Linked DNA regions of Hordeum vulgare: region 2 is linked to region 1. Evidence: chromatin contacts called from public Hi-C data. All regions are on one chromosome and are shown on one strand. Each heading gives the region's core, a stretch centred on a gene start, on an enhancer-like site or on the middle of the called end of the contact. The rest is flanking DNA. Distances are from core to core; before and after follow the strand shown.

Region 1 (4,016 bases), core at 452-2,951:
TCTATTTTTGCAACAAAGATCATGTTGCGGAAATCTTTGTAACATAGACCTTGCTACAGAAAATTTTGCAACACGGATCATATTATAAAATATTTGTGCAACAGAGATCATGTTGCAGAAAAGAGGAGCAGAGAGTCAAAGCGATGGAGAAAAACAAAGATGAATGAAGACGGACGTACCAATGAATCTCCCCTAATAATAAAGCGCGCAGCGCTTCTGCGTCCGTCGTCGGTCATTTTGCATAAAAGCCCTCGCAGTTTCAGGTAATTAACCCGCAGTCCAATTTTAAGTCAGAACGAACCGTTTATTTGTCATTTTGCAGAAAAGTCCTCACAATTTTAGATAATCAACCCGCGGTCCATCTTTTAGTCCCAGCCGAACCGTTTTTTTTTGCATTTTTCAGAAAAATCCTGATGTTTCAGGTAATAAACCCGCCATCCCTATTTAAGTCAGCCAAAACGTTTTTTTATTTTAACAAAAAAAAACCTGACTTTTTAGTTAATCAATCCATATTTTATCTAAAACAAAATTATCCATATCTTTTAAACCGTAACTCCGATTTTAACATGTTATATATGAAATTTGATTGAAAAAATGTGTAGAATCTAAATAGGATGCTATTTTTAGCTGTTGAATATTTCTTAAATATTATTTTGGGTGCAAACTTAATCTGTAATGCACGGTCCTTTTTTCCTCTCTTTCCGGCGACCATACGAATTGCAATAAATATCCATTAAATTAAAATCAAATTCACAGGAAAGAAAACATCGTTAATCACACATGCACACCTTTGAAAAATCTCGTGGGAAGAAACAACATATTTCTCATCTTATTCCGAGTGACTGTACATTTAAACACGTTTTCGTTGTGTGAGCACTGAGGCAATCGTCGACAACACAAATGTGATGCCATATGAAAATATATTGTGTTCAAAGCGTGTGTTATTTTCTCTTACGTTGCAACGCACGGGTTTGTTTGCTAGTGGGATAAAAACGCATTGACCAAAAAGATAAGCTTGCAGCTAGCATGGCACGTGGCAGGCATACAAGACGATAGATCCTTCATGTGCAATCCGTCGGCATGAGGAAAACGTTTTCCTTAAAAGTGTGAACATTTCCATTTATCTTTGTTTGCTCTATTGTCTTGGTTTGTTCCAATATGTTCGGGGTACAAATTTTGAGATTGCAATTGCAGCACTTCCCGGAGAACAAAGTAGACGCTAGCTCTTTTCTTAACCCTAGTTTTTTTTTACCAGAGAACATATATATGTATGCGGTTATCTTTGTTTGCTCCGTTGTCTTGGTTTGTAAAAAAGAAGATAATCACTCTGCCATAAGGTGCTACTGGTCTACTGCTAGCGCAGCAGTTACCAAAGCGTGCCTACTCTCCGAGTACAAACGTCCAGGTTTTTCAACCCGTGACAGGCAAAAACAACACACGTCTGGACGTACAAACAAGCTTTTTCTCCGAGTGGGGGCGCGTACAAATACCAACAAAAGGCGGTAACGAACAACCGATATCAAGAGTCCAAGCGAGTGCTGACCCACCCACACGGCGGGGTCGGCCCGCCAAATCCATCCAAACCCACCGCCACCACCTCTCTGCAACATGACTTCAGTCCGGTCCGGCCCAGCGGGCCAGAGCCACACCGCGTCTCTGCTCCCATCGTACGCCACGGCACCACCGCGCTGTCTCCTTGACCTTTACCCGGAGCCGCTGCGCGCTTTCCCCTTCGCCGCTCCACTCCACTCCACTCCCTGCTCTGTTCCCCTATCCTGCCCCGATCCGCCATCGCGCAATGCCGCGCCGTCTGCTGCTGCTGCTGCTGCCGCTCCTTCTCGCCGCCAGGGTGCGCCTTGGCGCGGGGGAGGACACGGGAGGGGAGAGGACGTACATCGTGCGGGTGGACGCCGACGCGAAGCCGTCGGCTTTCCCGACCCACGCGCACTGGTACGAGTCGGCGGTGCTGGCGGCGTCCGGGGCCGGCGGGGGCTGGCCGGAGGGCGGCCCGCTGATCCACACCTACTCGTCGGCGCTCCACGGCTTCTCCGCGCGGATGTCGCCGTCTGCCGCGGCCGCGCTGGCCGGCGCCCACGGGGTGGCGGCCGTGCTGCCGGAGCGCGTCCGCCGCCTCGCCACCACGCGCTCGCCGCGGTTCCTCGGGATGCTCTCCTCCCCGCCGTCGGCCATCCTCGCGGACTCCGACTTCGGCTCGGACCTCGTCATCGCCGTCATCGACACCGGCATCTCGCCCGCGCACCGCAGCTTCCGCGACCGCGGGCTCGGCCCCGTGCCTCCCAGGTGGCGCGGGGTGTGCGCGTCCGGGCCCGGGTTCCCGCCAGGCTCCTGCAACCGCAAGCTCGTCGGGGCGCGCTTCTTCTCCGCGGGCTACGAGGCCACCTCCGGCCGGATGAACGAGACCGCCGAGGTCAGGTCGCCGCTCGACAACGACGGACACGGCACCCACACGGCGTCCATCGCCGCGGGCCGCTACGTGTTCCCGGCGTCCACCCTCGGCTACGCGCGCGGCGTCGCCTCCGGGATGGCGCCCAAGGCGCGCCTCGCCGCGTACAAGGTGTGCTGGGTGGGCGGCTGCTTCGACTCCGACATCCTCGCAGCCTTCGATGCCGCCGTCGCTGACGGCGTCGACGTTGTTTCTCTCAGCGTCGGCGGTGCCGTGGTGCCGTACTACCTCGACGCCATCGCGATTGGGGCGTTCGGCGCGACAGAGGCTGGCATCGTTGTGTCCGCGTCGGCCGGCAATGGCGGTCCAGGAGATCTCTCTGTGACCAATGTGGCGCCCTGGATGACCACCGTAGGCGCTGGGTCCATGGACCGCGCCTTCCCTGCCAACGTGCGTCTCGGCAACGGCCAAGTGCTCGACGGCGTGAGCGTGTACGGCGGGCCGGTGCTCCAATCCGGCAAAATGTACGAGCTGGTATACGCGGGGGCAACCAGTTACTCCGCGTCGACGTGCCTGGACGGGTCGCTGGACCAGGCGGCCGTGCGCGGAAAGATCGTGGTGTGCGACCGCGGCGTGAACTCGCGCGCCGCCAAGGGCGACGTGGTTCACCGCGCGGGCGCTGCCGGGATGGTGCTCGCCAATGGGGCGTTCGACGGGGAGGGCCTCGTAGCCGACTGCCACGTCCTGCCAGCCACCGCCGTAGGCGCGGCCTCCGGCGAGAAGCTCCGTAAGTACATCGCGTCGTCCAGCCCGCAGAAGCCAGCCACGGGCACCATCCTGTTCGAAGGCACTCACCTCGGCGTGCACCCAGCGCCGGTGGTGGCAGCATTCTCGGCGCGTGGCCCGAACCCCCAATCCCCAGAGACACTCAAGCCGGACCTGATAGCCCCCGGCCTGAACATCCTCGCCGCGTGGCCCAGCGGCGTCGGCCCGGCAGGCATCCCCTCGGACGGCCGGCGCACGGAATTCAACATCCTCTCCGGCACGTCCATGGCCTGCCCGCACATCTCCGGCCTGGCGGCGCTGCTTAAGGCGGCGCACCCGACGTGGAGCCCCGCGGCCATCAAGTCGGCGCTCATGACCACGGCCTACACCAGGGACAACAGCAACGGCACCATGACCGACGAGTCCACGGGCAAGGTGGCGGGCGTGTTCGACTTCGGCGCCGGGCACGTGGACCCGATGCGCGCCATGGACCCGGGCCTCGTCTACGACATCGCGCCCATGGACTACGTCAACTTCCTCTGCAACCTCAACTACACGGAGCAGAACATCCGGGCCATCACGCGGCGGCAGGCCGACTGCCGCGGCGCGCGCCGCGCCGGCCACGCCGGCAACCTCAACTACCCGTCCCTGTCCGCCACATTCACGGCGGACGGCGCGAAGGCGAAGATGAGGACCCACTTCATCCGCACGGTGACCAACGTGGGCGGCGGCAGGTCGGTGTACCGCGCCACCGTGAGGGCGCCCGAGGGGAGCACGGTCACGGTGCGGCCCGAGCGGCTGGCGTTCCGGCGCGACGGGCAGAAGCTGAGCTTCACGGTGCACGTGG
Region 2 (4,211 bases), core at 890-3,389, 180 kb before region 1:
GATGAGGAGGTGGGGCGCGGCGGCGGCGGCGGCGGTAGTGAGTAGATGAGGAGGTGGGGCGCGGCGGCGGCGGCGGCGGTAGTGAGTAGATGAGGAGGTGGGGCGCGGCGGCGGCGGCGGCGGCGGTAGTGAGTAGATGAGGAGGTGGGGCGCGGCGGCGGCGGCGGCGCGGGGAGGCGCGACGGCAGCGGCGGCGGCGGCTACCCTAGGATTGGATCGAAAGAACTGATATCATCTAGAGAGATGAATTGTAATGTGATATCTCATTAGGGATGCTGGTGCACGTATATATAATACAAAGGAATGCCTCTACCTCAACTATACAAGACTTGAAGGTTGGCCACAACTGTAATACACGTGCAACACAAATACATATTCAAGATTTTATATACGTTCAAGATGGAAACGGGTACCAGGTTGACAAGTTGTGGCTTCCATACTTCCATTTGCCTCGGAAAAAGGAAATGAAAAGGCAGGTCCCATTTGGCTTATGGCCCTTGGGAGCTTGGGTTGGTTCGGGAGAGGCAAACCACGGCCACAGCCAGCAAAACCGGTGGCCGAGCACGTAGGTGGAACGGCGGGTCGATGTATCGGGTCCTGCCCGTTGCCCTACGACGGGAAAAAATAATTCCCGTACACCCTACGCCCGCCCCTTGCCCTCGACGGAAACGGAAAAATCAGCAGCAGGCCGGAAAGGAAATAAAACCCAGTTTGCAGCACGCTTTGGTTCCCCTGGCTCCTGAACCCGTCCCAGAAGCTGCCCAAGGCAAGCCAAGCCAAGCCGCCACTATTTCAAACGAGGGAGAAGAAAAGCTGGCGAGCCAGGCATGTGCTCTCGGCTTCTCCGAGCCTCGTCTACCGGTTGACCCATTTCAAACGAGGGAGAAGAAAAGCTGGCGAGCCTCGTCTACCGCCTACCGGTTGACCCGGTTGAGCACACACGAAGTCAGAGAGAGCGCTACTGCTACGTGCAGGAAAAATCTCCCAACCCGCCGCGCAAGAAATGCCGCAACGCGCGCATGCGCACATGTCTCGTACGTACGTACGTACGTACGTGCCTTTACCTCGCAGGCAAGTAGGAGTACTGCATAAGATAAGACGTCCAGTACGTATAAATTCGCAAAAGAAGAAAAAAAAGATATCGGGCCGGGAAGACTCGACGCGGAGAGAAGGAAGGGAGGGGCGTCCCTTTCCGTCCCGTCCCGTCCCACGGCGACGTCCCCACGCCACCGCCAAGGGCCAAAGCCGTCCCGGGGCGACGCTCCCGGCACACAGCCGCACGTGCTGACATGGCCCAGTGAAACGAAACCCCATCGCCCGTCCTCCCGCCGTAGGGCCGCCCGGACCCCGCCACAGTGATGCCGCGGCATATCCATATCCGGAACCAACAGGAACGGGGCCGCCCCCCCGGCTCGGGTATATCCCCCTGTCTGCTGCCTGCCTGCTACGTTGATGCCCCGTCCCAAATCCAATTCCTTTGAAGACACGGGGCACTCGTGAAAGTTTCAACGAGAAGACGTTCCGCCTAATCGCCCAGCGAATATGCTGCTACCCGTGAACCCGCTCGTTCGCGGTCAAGGAGGGGTCACCTAAAAAGCTTTTGAACCTCACCTCCTTCTAGAACAAGAGACGCGGTACTACTCAAAACACGACACCAAATTACCACTGCCATCACCACCGCCATTTTCCCTCGATCGTTATCGTCTTCGTACCGTGTTTTCTACAAGGATGTCATAAACGAAAACGTACATGTCGCGTTCACTGGCACGCACGATCGTATCCACGTGTTTACCACATACTGTAACAGCGGGAAACATGTCCAGAGCTGGAAGATGATTAAGATTAGCCACTAGTAAACGTTTCCCTTTACCATCGTCATCCATCAGTCAATCAACTCACAAACAAACGAGGCGCGATTAAATAGCTTTTGACGTGACTATTTTGGGCGCCTAACCTCGTAGCACCGGACCGGAGCAGCATATTCCAGGGCTGAACCCTCTCACAGGCAGCCCGCGGCGTCCAGAAGAAAGAAACAATGGCAATCAATCCGCGCGTCACCCAAGGGTTAATCCGCCGAATAAACCCTTCGCCCAACCACCCTATAAAGCCGCGCCCCGCGACTGTCAACCTCTGTCCTCCCGGCACCGCACACCGCAGTCTCCGAGCTCCATTCCAGCCACAACGCGCGCGCACACACGCAGCCGAGAGCGCGCTCTCGCTCGCTCGCTCGCCGGCGACGACGACGACATAGACGTACAGATACAGGCAGGCATGGCCGTGTACATCCGCCTCGACGACGCCGTGCGCGCGCGCCTCCGCGGGGACGGGGGCTGCACCAGCAGCGGCAGCGACCACGACGCCTCCGCCTGCCTCTCCGACCTCGTCCAGGCCTTCCTCGAGACGGACCCCGCCGCCGGCCAAGGGGACGAGGCGCCCGGCCCGGCCCCGAAAGGACGGGACGGGTACGACTCTGACGATGCCGATGGCGCCGCGGAGGCGGCCGCGTCCGTGCGGGGGCTGCTCGACCCGCCGGCCGCGGACGACCCCTTCCGGATCAGGCTGGCGGCCGCCGTGTCCGCGGCGCTCGACGCGGAGGCGCCGCTGCGTGGCCACGGCGCGGCGTTCAGGCGCGCGGTGATGCGGCGGCTCCGTGCCGCCGGGTACGACGCCGGCGTGTGCACGTCGCGCTGGGAGACGTGCGGCGGCCTGACGGCCGGGACGTACGAGTACATCGACGTGGTCGTGCCCGGCACGAGCACGGCCGCGGCGAAGGCGGCGAAGCGAAGCAGGTACATTGTGGACGCGGACTTCCGGGCGGGGCTGGAGGTGGCGCGCGCGACGGCGGAGTACGCGGTGGTCGTGGCCGCGGTGCCGGCGAAGGTCGTCGTCGCGCGGGAGGAGGCCGTGGGCCGAGCCGTGCGCGTGGCCGCCGACGCCGCGCGCCGGTCGCTCCGGTCGCACGGCCTGCACGTGCCGCCGTGGCGCAAGAGCCGCTACATGCTCGCCAAGTGGCTCGGCCCCTACAAGCGGTCGCCGTCCACCTCGTCGGCGTCCTCCGGGGCAATGCCGGCGGCCGGCGCCACAGGGATGGACGTCATCAAGTGCCGCGCCGTCGGCTTCTTCCCGTCCCAGGCCACCACGCCGGCGGCGAGGATCAAGTAGCTCCTAGGCGTCCCCGGAAGATCGACGCCATAGATGTAGTAGAGAGAAGATGATCGGTCGGTTCGAGCGGGCCTCGAGTTCGTTCTTTTTGTACAAACATTTTTGGTCTAGTTGATTATGAAAAAGAGCAAATTGTTCTTCCATCCATCCACCATCCACACGATCGAAATCGTCAACGTTCAACCAGCCATGACAGTGGCACGATTAAACTATGGATCTTGGTCAGCTGGAAACATAAAGGCGTGCACAAAGATTTAACAGCAGAATGAAAAAAATAAAAGAAGGATGGAAAAGGAGCCATGAAATGGTGGACGCGGCGGGCAGGTGTAGCCGGATTAGCATGGGTCGAATGACAGGGCATTACTTTATCTCTCTGCGGTGGCTACCTGTCGGCGACGAGAGATCGTACTGCTAGTAATTAATATTAACAACGCGATCGACCAAGCAAGCAAGATATGTTTAGTGTTATCCCGAACGAATCGAGCGAGATGGAATTCTCGGGGTGTGATCTTTCGTACGATATTTGTCTCCTCAAGGACCCTCATAAGCACCACATGGCGTTCACCGATGTACTGCTGCTGCTGCTCTCTCTATACACACTCTCTCTCTCTCTCTCTCTCTGCATTTCAGGCTTATAAACAAGATTAGTAGGTAAGCAAGTGTAACAGCATGCCCGTAGCAGCGTGAGGGAAACAACGGGGCTGTCATTTGGACGGATGATTAGTTGTGCACAGTGGTTGGGACTGGAGGGGATAAGGAAAAGGTGATGGAGTTGGGAGGAAATAATTCTGAGTGAGCGTGGTCCATACTTGTTAGATGGATAACGGAGTAATGTAGTGGGGGCTAGCGACGAGACCTGTCCACTCGAGCGCCCGTCGTCTAGCTTCTTCACCAACTGATTCCGTCGTCGTCCGTCTCTGATCGATCAGCCGCGACCGGCAGGCACATCCCGGCGGGGGTGACGAGGCTCCAGTCCATTGGCGACAGCGCTAGCTGCGTGCCAAAGAAGCTTACACCTGGAGTCTAATGGTCCCTGATCGATGCCATGC

The links. Hi-C and Micro-C count contacts between places; a contact is called where the count stands out from the background.
Region 2: a contact with region 1 is called in a Hi-C map of leaf, with 4 times the contacts expected there. The contact joins the promoter of LOC123445196 here to the promoter of LOC123445193 in region 1. A contact is called at or near these places in 3 of 6 Hi-C or Micro-C datasets (leaf and seedling) and 1 of 1 datasets of contacts at active chromatin or transcription factors (embryo).

Annotation. Positions count from the first base shown.
Region 1 is chr3H:570,173,801-570,177,816 of MorexV3_pseudomolecules_assembly, reverse strand. It overlaps LOC123445193 (subtilisin-like protease SBT1.5), which reads left to right and starts at 1,701. Exons shown (of 1, transcript XM_045122149.1): 1 at 1,701-4,016. The coding sequence starts at 1,799.
Region 2 is chr3H:570,357,477-570,361,687 of MorexV3_pseudomolecules_assembly, reverse strand. It overlaps LOC123445196, which reads left to right and starts at 2,139. Exons shown (of 1, transcript XM_045122152.1): 1 at 2,139-3,309. The coding sequence starts at 2,272. The coding sequence ends at 3,162.